2 separate regions of the Mus musculus genome follow, and region 1 is linked to region 2. Evidence: chromatin contacts called from public HiChIP or PLAC-seq data. All regions are on one chromosome and are shown on one strand. Each heading gives the region's core, a stretch centred on a gene start, on an enhancer-like site or on the middle of the called end of the contact. The rest is flanking DNA. Distances are from core to core; before and after follow the strand shown. Region 1 has its middle 33 kb from the start of Platr6. Region 2 overlaps 1700020N01Rik (RIKEN cDNA 1700020N01 gene).

Region 1 (7,531 bases), core at 4,600-7,099, 220 kb after region 2:
AGGGGGGGCTCCCCTTCCCTCAGATAAGATCAGCTACACTCACCCTCAGCCATAACACAGGGCCTTGAGAACAACGTGCTGGTTAAAGAGGGAGATGGTGTCCTTGGAGCCTGCAGTGGCCCCTAGCCTCAGCCTTCCTTGACAATGAGAGTGATCAGTACCACTGTTAATTTAAAGCAGGAAACTGGCAGAGCTGTTTCTTTATCACGTCCTCTTCGGAGCTGAACAACCACACAGGAGTGTGAGCAGACACGTGGAATGTGTTCGGTAGATTTTGTTGGTTTCAAACAGAACTTTTCAAACTATAAGTTACCACTTATGATTGGGTCCTAAATCAATTTAGTTAATGGCAGACTTCGTTTCTGTTATGTGAGATAGGGCCTCCTCCTACCCCACCCCCCACCCCCCACCCCCCACTGACATGGAATTTGCTATAGCAGAGGCTGGCCTTGAACTTAGCATCTTCCTGTCTCTTAATCCCAGGCATCAGCATTAGAGGTGTGTACCTCTAGGCCCCATAACAGTTAAGACTTTTTCTATAAAATGAGCTTTTCATTCACTGTAAGAAAGATAATTTCAGTAAACTTTTGCTCAGAGCCACATGCTTTCATTAGGAACATGGGTTCCTATGAAAGCAGATATGGTCAAAGAGAGTTGAAAACTACCAGCTTATAAAATGAGTTAATGCTCTGATTCTAAAACCTTAAAGTAGCTTTTCCAGATATTTCCAGATACTTTTTAAGCAACAATTAATCTGTACATCACCCCCAATTGATTATTTCATGTTTGTATCTGTTAACAGCAGGGCTATTTTTCAAGAGGAATACTTGGAAATATTTACCTGCTATTCAAAAATACATAGAAAATTGGTTTCTTATGTATTCAGTATATAATTAAAAACTTCATTCATTGAAAATCACTCCAAAGTTAAAAATGTAAAGGAAAAAAATGGAAATCAAAATCAAATCCACTAGCAAAATACCCTCAGCTGGGAGAAGATAAACATCAGAACATGAAACCATGGACAAGCAGAATTCATCATTAAAATCTGTTTCCTCTTCTGTGTGCAGTGACCTAGACCACTGACATAAATTAATCAGCCTGACCTGCCATTTCTGAGCCTGTGTAATAATTTTCAAATAACATTCCCTTGACAGTTAACTGGGCTTTAGAAAAACAAAAGAAGAATAGACCATAAAGCCTTTTGTTGTTCCACTCACCTATGCCTTATTTAAGTATCTGTTAAACATTCACACATGGACTCATACACACTCACACACACACTAAACTCACACACATACACTTATACATATACTCATACACACTCACACACATTTACAATCCACTGACACTCACATACATACTCACACTCACACATGGACTTATACACACTCATACACATTCATACACACACTCACACACACTCACACAATACACTTACATACACACACACTTATATATATACTCACACACTCACACACATTCACAACCCACTGACACTCACACACACACACACTCACACATACTCACACTTACATATACACACACATATACACGTGCATGTGCAGCTATAGGTCTGCATGCATAATTAGAGGGCAGAAACCAGATACCTGATACTGTTGGTCCTCCCCAGGATCCAATTCATGTGGCTGATCCAGATCATAAGAGTTAATAAAGATTTTGTCTGTCAGGAACTAGAAAAAGTTCTGTCCCTGTGGCTAACCAAGCTAACATCACAGGACACTTCTCACTGTATTGCACGGCATTGTTAATAGCATCCTATCATGTTTAAAAACCCTGCGGATGACAGTTTGGTGTACTCCTTTGCAAGGACAAGGCTGATGAGCCTGCTATATTTTGTTTTAGAATCATTAGTGTATGTGGTAGAGTTTAGGGGCTGGGGCTGGAAAGGATGTGAAGTGTCCTTCAGTTTGAACTCTTCATGTTGCTGATAGAAAAATGTAGTAAAGAGGCACATACTGCCGCACGAGTCGCCTCAGAGGCAGCAAGACAGGTGCGACAGCCAGATGGTCCCCGACACACTTCACTTCCTGTGCCCATCCAAGGTCAGTCTGACAAACTCTGTGTTTTGAGGATAAGTTGCCTCTACATGATATGTGTCTATGTGCATGTATGCGCTTACTCATGAAGCATTTATGATCTACTGAGAATATGTGTGGCAGACACGGTGCAGACACTCTAGGAAGAAGAAAAGCAGTGAAGAAAAAGGGTGATTGTCAGCAGATGAACCATGATGGCTTAAACAGAGAATAATAATCCACAATAGAGAAGTATGAACTGAGGCAGAAGAGACACCTCAGCAGCGAAGAGCTCTGAGTTCACTTCCCAGTATCCTTATCATGGCTTACAATCACCTGTAACACCAGTTCCAGAGAGTTCAACACTCTCTCCTGGCTTTCCGGGGCCCTAAACATAAACACAGTGAGCATACGCACATGCAGACACTCACATGTAAACACAAAATGGAATAAATCCTTAAAGTAGATAAATAAGTATAGGCTGGGTGTCGTAGCTCACACTTGTAATCCCAGCATGTCTGAAGCATGAAGAATTTTCTTTCGCTTTAGATCATCATAATTAGTTAGGATGGTATCAGAACAAATCAGGAACCAAATGCTTATATGGATACGAGATGTAAATACCCACTTGAGGGTGACATTCCCACAGGCAGACTCCATAGCATTGACCACTGACTAGCATTCCTTAGAGTCAGATTGACTCAGACAGTGGTAGTCTAGCTGGAAAGGAGGTGTATGTGGAAGCCAGTGTAGGTAGGTAGTTTAAACCTGTGTAAAGAAAGCCACCACTTATATTTTTAAAGACGTAGACGTCTTGAGATATAGGCAGGAGAGTTTCTGAAACACAGGTGGGAGGCGAGGCAGAGGCAAGGCACAGAAGGAATGTAACTTTGTCTTGGATGAGACTTAGGTGAAAAAACGTCAACATCAGTGCGCCCAGCAGCCGTCTGGGCCTGTTGCACAGTTCAGGGCTGGCTGTCTTGACATTTCCCATTTTCTATGTGCTCCTGTGACTCAGTGCTTTGCTGAGCAAATGCTGGTCTGGGAATGGCTGCATTTCTTGATGAATATTGATGAAGTTGAATGTGAAGCCGCTAGTACCGCATCTTGCTCTATGAATAACAGGGCGCACATAAATGATTAAAGCAAAGCAACCAGAAACCCGGCATTGCCGGTCTTCCCTGGGATCGGATTCATTTGTCAGCTCCCCAAGGTCACTGGCCTCGATTTCCCAGGGCCTAGCCACAACCATGATTAATTGATCTCCTCTCTCATTTCACACACTTAATTTGAAGCAGGGAAAGAGTAAAAACATCTGAAATAATTGGCCTGTAAGCATCTGTGTTCAGCTTCCTGCATCCTCTAAAACATGTGGTTACAGAAGCCGCTGTGAGCCGGGGGAGCTGATGGTTCACAAAGGAACCATAGCTGTTCTTAATCATCTTCCCTGAATTACTTCTTATCTGACATTTAATTCTTTCTCTGTAGTCCTCAGCACTAACTAACCTCAGCCAGCTATACACATATATACATGTGCATATGCACACACATATGCCAATGATGTTGGTACTTTTGGAGACCTGTCTGGGTCTCTGTACAGGGAATGTTTTGAATATCACAACCATCAGTGGAGCAGAATACTTTGTAACACGGGTAGGCACATCTGTAATCCCACCAGGGACAGGGGCAGGAAGACCATGAGTTCCAGGCAAGCTCTTGAGTTACAAGCTAGCCAGAGCTATGTAATAAGACCCTGCCTCAAAATTAGGTAGATACAGATAGGGAAAGAACACTTGGGGTTTGGAGAGGCTGCAAAGAAGACACAAGCAGGAGTTTAAATTTTAAAACCCAATAAATCATTACACAAACTGTGTAAAAAAAAAAGGGGGGGGGGAGTCTTTGGCCTGGCTGGAGCCATGGCTCAGTGAGTAAAGTCATTCGCCACTAAGCCTGTCATCTTGAGTTTGACCCAAGGACTCACACAGCAGAGAAAAAGAACTAGTTTCTCAAAGTCTCTTCTAACCTCTACATTCATGCCGGGTGTGCACGCGCACGTGTACACACACACAAATAAATGTAAAAATAAGAAAAATACTTGTAAAAACCCATTTTAAGTCCCCTCCCAAATTAGGTTATTTGATGTTGGTTTCTTGTCCAGTATTTTGTGCAAAATGATTTTCAAAATCACTTCTGACATTTGGAAGATCATTTCATGGTAAAAGGTTGCTGTGTGAATGAACCTATCTATTTAATTTTACATTAGGTTAGGGTCTATTTGGGGTCTTCTTCAGGCAAGTAACCCTCAGCAGAGGTTGGATTCCACACTGCATGTGCATGTATGATGTTGTACTAAATGGGAAGTCCAGTTGTCCGTGGGACACAAAAACAGACTGAAAAAGTAGCCTTTACCGCCTGCTCATCTTCTATGGCAGAACCAGTCAGTCCTTGACACAGATTGCATGAAAGTGGAGAGCTGGGCAATAATACTGGAGACCGGGTCCTATAAATTTCTCCCTTTTGTTAATTTCTTCATTCCTAATGTTGTGTCAGAAAGAGGAATAGTTCCTAAAACACGTCAGAAGTTTCTCTTTCTCTTCTTTGCCCCTCGGTGTTTCTCTCTGTTCACCTCCCCACAGAGGCTTGCTTCCAAACCGTACTTTACAAACGGACGTTCAACCACCCCAAAAGCTATTGTGTTGTTGAGAATAATTGCGCTGCACAGAATTAAATTATTTCACTATTGTAACAGGGGCTTAAAAGCTGGGATCGAATACCTCAAAGAGCCACCTAAAACTATTAGAGATTACATCATTCATCAAACTCTATTACCTACAATGCTGAGCAACAAAAATGAAGCCTTCCAGGTGTCATTTTTATAAAATAAAATTGAATTTATTTCCATTTTCTTGGTGAAATGGAAATTAGTTGTACAAATCAAAACAAGAGATGGTAATTTTGTCCTTAATTTTAAAAAAATACAAAATTAATCTAAAATTTTAGATAAAATTCTGTGTAGATGGTGTGGAGAAAATAAAGTGTGAAAACTATGAGAGATAAGTGAAAAGAAGTTACTAAATTTGGGACATGTATATATAAAATACATAAAATATGGTATTTATTAGTACTGCTGTTGCAATTCGCCCCTGCTCCTCTTCTTCCTCCTCCTCTTTCTCCTTGTTTCTTCCTCTCCCTCTTTCTTCTCCTCCTCCATGACCTCCTCCTCCTCCGCTTCCCCTCCCCTTCTCCTGCTCCTCCTCCTCCCCCTCCTCCTCCTCCTCCTCCTCCTCCTTCCTTTTTGAGACAGGGTCTTCCTGTGTAGGGCTGGTGGCAGAGCATGGAACTTGCTACCCTGGAACTCACAGAACCCACCTGCCTCTGCTTCCCAAGAACTGGGGTTTAAAAGGTTACATACACCACCACATCTGCAGCTCCAGGAAGACGTTGGAACTTTGTACCCTGAAGCTGGACTCAGCAGGTGCTGGCCTCCCCGGGTCTATTGTTTCTCCTGGAGAATAAGAGGTTGTAACAGATCAGCACTTGCAAGACAAAACAGGAACCTTGCAAGTTAAGGGTTCTGTTTGCGTCTAAGACAGTTAAGACTAAGTTTCTGTTTGCCCTGTGTTAAGTCCTTGCAAGTTAAAGTTTCTATTTGTAGTTGAAAGCAGTTCCTGTTTGTTGTATTAAATCCTAGTTAAAGTTCTTTTTTTTTTTTTTTTTTCCTTTTTTGTCCAGGATTAAGTCCTTGCAAGGTAAGGTTTCTATTTGTAATTAAGAATTAGTTCCTGTTTCTTAGAGCTGATGTAAACTGCTTGCAGCTGATATGATCCTTCCCCAGTCCTTCGCTTTTAGTGTGTCTTTCTAACAGTGTATAAGACCCACTCTCTTGCTCCTGGGAACACTTTATGTCCCTTGTTGGAGGGGCTTCGAGAGACCAGGAGGTGCTGCTCCCTCAAATTCCAACCCAGGGTAAGTCAGCTGGCTGGCCACTCCTAGGTGCACCCCAAACTAGAGCTTGATTAACTGGGCAGTTGTGGATCTGGCTTTGTCTCCTTGAGATTCTCAGGCTTAACATGTGGAGTTCCCCAGCCGTCTTCCCCTCTAACTTTCCCAACTTCTCCAGGAAACCCCTTGAGGCCGAACCCAACCCATGCTCTGAGGCAGAACAAGTTCCTTAAGTGACTCAGCTACTTGCAAATGGTGGCAAGAGGCAGGATGTCGGCATCCCTCTGGACTCTGTTTTTTTTTTTTTTTAAAGAGAAAAACTTCATTACATTTTAATCAAATAGGGATATTAATAAATGTTCATTAGGTGGGGTTGTTAGGGAAAATGTTCCATTTTAACCACCACTGGGGAGCACTCCTTTGCTCCCCAGTCACAAATGGTGGAATTTAGATCCTTTGCAACTCCTTAATATTTTGATTTTTATGATAATATGGCAACTTAAAAAGGTTTAAATTTAAATAACTATAAGTTTTTCAAAATTACTCCAAAAATTAAAGTGTGCTGTTCCAAAAAAAAAAAAAAGTCCTGAACTCAAGGTACAATTCCTAATCCCATCCATAATGCTATGTGTATGATAAATCATTAATAAATTCAATACAATAAAAGTAACATAGTGCCTGATATTTGGGAGACATGAGAGATTTTAAAAACATAGTTTGTGGTTGAATAAATAATACATAAGATGGAAAATTAAGCAAATCGAAGTAGCTCTCTCATATTCTTATTGCCTTTGCTTCTTTTCTAAAGGAGGTTTGTTAATGAACAGAAAGTAGCATAGCTAAGGAAAAAATAATAACTAAACAAGTGCATAATCTTCAGAGGGTAAGAATATGCATCACACACTATAAAAAGCTGGTAAGATACAATGAGGTATTTCAGTACATAAGGCAAATAGGCCTAATCTATATTTTTTCTAACCTAATTATAAAAACTAAGTGGGATCCAGGCCGGTGGCTCACACCTAGAATCCTATAATACACCTATAATGAGGGAGGCAGGAAAGGAGGGTCAGAAGCTCAGGGCAGCCTATGCTACATGGCAATTTGGAGGCCATCCTGGGCTGCGGAGAGCACATCTTTGAAAATATGTTCCCTTACAAGTAGGCTACAATACATAGGGATTCTCCAACAAACATTTATTGATCACACATGCAGAGCTAAGTGCAAAACCAGGGACTGGCGATCAATACGGCAGGCATGCTTCAGCCTGAGGAAGCTTTGTTCAGATAATGTTGTACAAAAGCCGATTATGAAAGAGAGAAGATTCCGCCTAGGGTAGAAAGTAAGGCCGTGCTTCAAGGAGGGCTGGGGGCAGAGCTGCTCTGTGTTGGACAAGAATGGGGAGCTCAGGGCCCTGTCCGCCCCTGTTCCTTCTGTCCTATGGGACTCTATTCAGCAAGTTCAAAAGCAGCGACTTTGTAAGCTTGACTGCATCACCTAGTGTCTGCTGGAAGGGAGGAGGGCCAGACTCTACCAAGCCTAGAAAAACA
Region 2 (7,013 bases), core at 149-2,648:
AGGAGCAGGCTAACCGCGTTCTGTAGGGACTGAAAACACATATGCCTCCAACTGGGTGAGCAAACCTCCTTCCTCTAAGCGGCTTTCTTAGGACCGGTCTCTCATTGATGGGATTGCTTCATGGTCTGTAGCCCCTACTGTCTGCAAATGTGACTAGACCATCACTCTGGAAGCTTCTGACCATCAGCACCCCGACGCATTACATTCTGGAAACTTCTGCATGTTGTAAAGAATCATATGGGTCCCAGACGGTGACACTTAGTGGGAAAGAAGAAGAATGTAGCTAAGAGCTGTGGGCATTTGTGGTTCTTGCCCAAGAACTGTGTGCAATTAGTGTCTTGAGGGAAACCCATGACCCTCATATGGTCCTGACACATGGTTAGAGCCCAGGCACATACCATTTCCCCAATCAGCGTGTGTTAGATTAATACATTTGCAGTGTGGATATTCTTACAGGATAGATATAGTTATAGCACTCCACTGCAAATACATACTTCCTGTTACTTTCCTCTCACCTACTTATTCCATACAGATTAGTTCCATGAAACTGAGCCATCTCCTCAGGCAGTCATGATAAAGCCCTAAAGATAGGCCTCATTTCTTATCTTTTGAATGATGCCTAGGGAAGTTTTACTTCCTACATTCTTATTTCCTTAGTTCTTTTAATGGAAAAAAATAACAAACACAAAAGTCAATGTGAAACACACATAGACATACTTGTACTTGAACAATCTGGTAACAACATTTTTTTAAAGGCATGAGCACACACAGACACACAGACACACAGACACACAGACAGACACACACACAGTTGGAATAAACATAAACTGTAAACATTCAGAGCTCAGTAAGCTGTTTTTATATTGCGAAGGTTTTACGATGTCTCAGCTCCCTAAAATCATCCTGTCTGTCCTCCTCCTGGTCTTTCTCCATGTTTTAGGGCAGTGACTAAGTAGGGGTGTACCTGGAGAAGCTGCTCAAAGGGAGACATAGACAGGATCTGAGCGTTATTAAACACCTGCTGTGCGCCAGCCCTTTTACATTACTTATTTCTTTTACTCCAGTACACTTCTGCCAAGTAGATATTAACACCACTTTGTGGATCAGACAATGTAGCCAGCAAGGGCAAGAGGCTCCTGTAGGATGGTAAGTGAATGAATCCCTGTGCTTGATCTGCACCCAGCTCTTTCTATCTTAAAAGGCTCAAGTTTTTCCACTGAGCCTGTCAGTAGTGCAGAAATAGGAACAGTCTAGGTCTTTTACAGGCTTTTCCTTGGAAGACTGAGTGACTTGCAAGGCCAAGGTTAATCATCGTTTAACCCACAGAACAGTCTTTCTCTGGCCTCCACCTACTTGGCTGTGGCCTCTAGTTTTGAGCAAGTGAACCCTGTAGCTTGAGCAATACAAGAGCTGTGCTGTCTGAGGCTGCCCAGCTGACTCAACCCTTGTCTGGGTCAGTGTCCTTATTGAATTCTTCCTCTTCTTAGTTTCAGATCCCAGCCCCATTGTCTGTGTCCTTTGTACAAAGAGCAGGTGGCCTTCCACGCTTGCACAGTCCACAACATTTATAGCAAGTCAGCTCATGATGTACAGTACATTTTTTATTGCTCCAGAGATCTGTGGGAACATGGGTTTTGTACACAGAGGTGAAAGATCTTTCTGGCAGGAGCCACGCAAGCTCTGGGCATTTCCTTTAGCCTGCTCTCTTTTGATTTGTGTTCCTTTTGCGATGTTCCAGATTTAAATGGTATGTTTACGTTTCATTTAAACTGCACAATGGTTAACATTGTTCCTAAGGTATAAAAATTAATTTTAGTGAGGTGATGATGTCAGTAGTACATTGGGTTGTTCATTTATGACCCTCCTTTTGCAAATGTTTTATCAACTTTAACTTACTCTGGGAGCTAAGGTGCCACTGATAAATTCATTTGGCATCTATAAAGATTGTTCCTTTTTCTTTTTTTAAATATGGTATTACTATGTAGCCCTTGCTCCCCTGGAATTCATTCCATAGATCAGGCTGGTCTTGAGAACACAGAGATTACCTTCCCTCTGCCTCCCAAGTGCCAAGATTTAAAGGCATGCGCCGCTATGCTTGGCAGAATTAATCTTTGTAATCCTGGTTTTCAGGGATCTCAGAAAAGGGACCTGAAAGTCTTCAGTGACTGGCTCCCTACTCTGTGACCTTCCTAAGAGCCATCCAGATCAGCTCTCTGCCTTGGGACCTGTCCTTTCCAGTGGATAAGAGGACAATCCTATATTTCTAGCCTGTCCACATTTGTTGTCAACTGTTACAAAATTGGTGTTGTATAACATATGCTTTTACAGCTCTCACCTTACTTAATAAAACCATGTGTTTTCCTTATTAGTAAATACTTCCCTGAAGCATAATTTTAGTAGGTAATATACCATTCCCTTCCAAGATGTTACATGACTTATTTATTATTCTTGAAGTTCAAATTGTTTGCAATTTATGCTTGCTATAAAACAGTTAAATGTATTTCCATGTATGAATTTTTAGATATAGTCACTCTGATGTAAAACTTCTATTATTACAAGGTTTTTGAGTAGAATGTGTAAGTATTTTAAGGACTTTTGATACATTCTGGACAAGTATGATTGTGCCAGTTTTGATTTCTGCAACCACTTGGTTCCTCTCCCTCCTTGCTTCTGTGTGTGCTTGGCGTTAGCCTTTCTGCTCAGCACCTGCTCTGTTTTCATCAGGAGCAGGGAACGTACTCTGTTCATCTCCACTCTGCTCACTAACACTTCTACATTACTCATAGTCACCATCCCTGGAGTTGAGATGAAAATGTGACTTACTCTGAGCATGCTGAACGCCAGGACTGAAAGTCAGATGGTCACAGATGTGTCAGATTAATCGGGTTTAGCCCTTTATTAACCTTAATAACATGTTAGGAAGATGCTTCCTAGAAAAGGTTTCTCATACTGGTGATTTCCTCTTTTGTGTGTGGAGTTACTATTATACCTTTTTCACACAAGACTGATTCATACAAGACTAAACAAGGCATATGTGGAGTTTTTCTATATGTAGTCAGTATTTATTGGAAATAGTTTTAAACTTGTCTGTATATTTAAAATGAATAAGTACATTGACCCTACATTTTATCTACCACTCGGGATGCCAGTACATTTAAATAGAACATCAATTCATTTCTTTACTTTAGATTTTATTCTGTTCTTTATTTCTTATCTAACTCAAGATACTCAGATGTTGGCTGTACTGATAATATAGGGTTCCAGATATCAGATCATTATAACAGGACTTTGGCATTACACTAAGAAAATATGTCATTCCATTTGGTGTATACACAAAGTCCTGAATAGTTATTTCAGTAATTAATTTTTCCATGCTGACATAGGAAATGTTATTAGTTCTTAGAAAACTAGCTTCAGCAAGCTTGTAGACTGTCCACAGAGAACAGGACAAGTGAAAATAAAAAGGTCAAGGCACTGGTCCTTAGAGATAAATTGTTTAAGGCATCTCAGCGTGGTTAAATGGTTGCGTCTCTCCATGAAAGGGTAGTGTTGTTCTATACGAGAGTTCTGTTCACTTAAACCTTCAGGTTTATCATCCTGGATTTGCCTACTCATGTACCGCTGTCTCTGCTGCTTGCAGTCCTGTGGGGAGCTCTGTATGATGGGTCTGGGTGAGAACGTGCTCACACTCAACACCACCCACTAGGAAACAGTGGTTAGAACCCAACTGTAAGCCTCTTTATGCCTCATGTCAGAGCTTTGAAGTCCACAGTAGTGCTTGTAGCAAGTGACCTGAGCCAAAGTTTCACAGTGATGAGTATTCCAGTTTTTCAAGTATTTACCCAGGCCACACTTGTGACTCAGTCATACAGTCGTTTGTGACAATCCAACAGACCTTTCACCAGTAGCACTTTGGATTGGAAAGGCTAAGTCTCTCATTCCAGGTCATGGCTCTATAGTGGAGCTGTTCAAACTCAAGGTCTTTTTGTTTTGTTTTAACATTAGATCTGTGTCCTTTCCCTCCAAAGGACACTCGTGTCTTTTTAAGCATCTGTTTATTCTGTGGTTAGGCAGGAACAATGCAGGAAGCCTCAGGGAAAGAAAGGAGCAGTGAACTTAGCCACTTGGTGCTTCTGGAAATATCTTTGCTGAGAATTACCAAGCTTTGTCAGGACAGTTGACTCTCCACTTCTCCGACTACCTTTGAAGTAAAGCATAAAGACATGCACAAATTCTTTCCATTCTACACATTTTCCTTAGCCATTCCTGATATATAATGAATAGAAAAATTAAGAGGAAATGTAGAGATTAAAAATAGCACACAACAGAGTCGAGCTCCTTCCCAGCACACATGGAAAGTACATTGTCCAGAGGACACAGCTAATGGTAGCAAGGACAATGGAGGAAAGTGGTCCAGACACCCTGAAACTGAGCTGAAGGTAGTGAGCCATGTTGGTGTTGGTGAAGTAGCCTGAGCGGCTGAACAGTGGACAGACAGGTGCATATGGATGGCCTGCTATCTTAAGCACTGATGTTCTTTGAAAGTCTGAGCAAAGTACTCATTTTTATGTTTCTAAATTGTTTACTGAAGAATGTCAAAGATGGTTCTTAAGTTAATATTTAATTTTAGTCGTAATCTTTGTGAGCACTTGTTTCAGATGCTAGTGTTTCGTAGAGAAGGTAGACAGGTTTCAGCATTTTACATTCCCCTAAGATGATGCCATCTGAGCATAGCCCCCTTTGAGATCACTCCTGTCACAGCATCTTGTTTTCACCTGAAGAAACTGAGACCCAATGTGTACACTAACAGGGAAGTCATACAGTCAGGTCAGGACTCAGATGCTGTGGCTTGCTGCCAGGATCCAGATACTTAAATGCCAACTGTCCAACATAGAGAGGTAAGCAAGTGGTTAGCAAGTTAATTGTTCACTGAATAAGAAGCTGTGTTCAAGGTCAGAGAAATGGCCAGTCTTCAGCAGTGTTCCAATAACATCATAAATCTAAAGAAATAAGGAAATTGCTTAAGGTCAGGCCTGTGGCTCTGTGAAGCTTGCTCTTAACCACATTTGAGATTTAAGGATGCTTGCCAGGGCTCACCTCCTCTAGAGCTAGGCAGAGCATGGTCATGTTTCCTCATGAAAAATTGCTTCGGGTTTCAGGCAGGGTTTCCACTGTCAGAGGAATCGCTTGTTCATCTGTCTCTTTGGATGCTCTGCTTAGGACTTTTAAGTGACCTTGACCTTGGCTCATGGAGCATGCAGAACAAGGCATAGAATGCTTACTGCAGCTCGGATCTTTCCCACAAATTAAGCTGCCATTTTAGGCACATCCACACAGAGCTCCAGTACCTTGTAACACATAGAGTTTCAAAGGTCAGTGGCTTTAGTTAGTCCTCATCTAGGTGGATTTTTTGTCTCCCAAGGCAAAATGGTTTCTTTGTACACTGACCAGTACGACTGTGGTTGGATCAGGTCCATCAAACAACCACTTTCCCATATTTGTGGAATTTATTTTCTCCTTGTGCACCTTTCTATTGCCCAGGCCAGAGGGACAGTGAGAAGCAGGTTAAGTTGCAAAACTTGAATGACTCACTGCAAGTATATATCCACAGTGGCTTCCTTACTCTAGCTATTGCATTTTCTAATGTCAGCTATCTTTAAAGTGCTAATACTTGATACTAAAATGTTGGAATCTTGAATCATTGACCTAAGTCTCTGAGGTACTTCCTAGTGAGAACTATCCCACTGTGTAAACTAAATGAGCTAGCAGCTTCCCTCAGTGGCTTGGATTTGGTAAGAAAGGTTGACCTGTGGGATGACCAGGGGCCTGGGAGTATGAGTGCCAGAGAAGGCTTTCTCGCTGGAAAACTGGGACGAAAGTTAGACAGAAGACCCTAGAAGGAGGATGTTCAAACAGATCACAAGGTCCTTTGGGCTGTGAATGTATGATATTCAGTGTGTGAATAAATTACTATGGCTTCTTCCACTATACTGAGATGTTAGTCAGGGAAAACTCCACTCTGGTCTTCCTGGATATTCTATTTTTTTGTTGGCTTCCAAAAGGGTTTTTAAAATACAGTGTGATTTTAGCTTGTTGGTCCTCCAAAGAAGCATTGAGAAGCTGACAGCCTTTCTCTCCAGTCTGGCTTCAGTGTGCTTTCTGAATTGACCTACTGAGAACTTGAGCATTTAGGAGCAGCAAGCAGCTCCAGCCAGTTTAACATGGCTGTTAACATGGCTGTTAACATGGACTGTTTCCAGAGAGAGAACGTTAATATGGAAGCATCAGCCTAGGCTGCCAGGTTGCCACAAAGGCACAGGTCACCCCACCTGTCCTCCTGGTTGATCTTGTTATATTAATGGATGTGACTTCCCCAGTGTGGAGAATGCATGTTCTTGGCACCCTACACAGTGTCTTAAGGCTTGACAAAAACTGGTCAAGAAACCAGTTGTTGCTAGAGCTCCTTTACCAATGAGTAGCCCAAGATAAACTGGAGTGAGCACTCTCTGGGCTTATAAAAAGGCTGCTCCAATAAAGCAGCTTTGAACTGAAGATTATCATCTTTGGTTTCTAGAAAATATTTTACTATCTTTAAGGCACCATGGCCTTTTTCTCTCTAAAGGAGAACATAAATTCTCTGATCTGTGTGGTGCGTGGATGTTATGTTGAAGCCAGAGAGCACTGGTATATATTCACATCCATCTGAAGACCCTCCCCCACCATGAGATTCAGCTGCCACGGACATTTATGGAGCATCTAGTATAAGCAGTGACAGCTGAAGAATGAGATGGGAAGGAGGCTCATCAGTCACGAGGACAGTGCCACCCCAGCAACACGGGCGCATTTGTTAACACCTCTGCTGTTTGGAGGGTGAGCTCTCTCTAAAGCCCAACAAGCCTCACCTGGCAATTCTTCATGGCCTAGCAGCATGCTAGGCTGCCGTAGCTGTTTGAGAAGATGGTCCACTAAGTGCAGGAAAAAAAATCAGCATTATTGTTCTTAGTCTCATTTGT

The links. HiChIP or PLAC-seq counts read pairs in DNA pulled down with a chosen protein or histone mark.
Region 1: an H3K27ac HiChIP or PLAC-seq map of bone marrow-derived dendritic cells shows a contact between it and region 2, with 4 times the contacts expected there. The contact joins two enhancer-like sites. A contact is called at or near these places in 9 of 484 Hi-C or Micro-C datasets (CD4 T cells, the G1E-ER4 cell line, adipose-derived mesenchymal stem cells and 5 more), 12 of 115 datasets of contacts at active chromatin or transcription factors (bone marrow-derived dendritic cells, bone marrow-derived macrophages, embryonic stem cells and 5 more) and 3 of 9 other capture datasets (adipose tissue, bone marrow-derived macrophages and liver).

What each region holds. Positions count from the first base shown.
Region 1 is chr10:21,821,487-21,829,017 of GRCm38.p6, forward strand. No RefSeq gene overlaps it. Among named protein-coding and RNA genes, the nearest start is that of Platr6, 33 kb to the right of the region's middle. Within about 2 kb of position 5,850, at least 88 of the 459 cell types and tissues checked have an H3K27ac peak or open chromatin away from gene starts, as enhancers often do. A contact at or near this core is called in bone marrow-derived dendritic cells, bone marrow-derived macrophages, macrophages and 1 more, where this site is marked.
Region 2 is chr10:21,608,348-21,615,360 of GRCm38.p6, forward strand. The region is part of intron 2 of 1700020N01Rik (RIKEN cDNA 1700020N01 gene); the gene reads left to right. Among named protein-coding and RNA genes, the nearest start is that of 1700020N01Rik, 19 kb to the left of the region's middle. Within about 2 kb of position 1,399, at least 50 of the 459 cell types and tissues checked have an H3K27ac peak or open chromatin away from gene starts, as enhancers often do. A contact at or near this core is called in bone marrow-derived dendritic cells, bone marrow-derived macrophages, macrophages and 1 more, where this site is marked.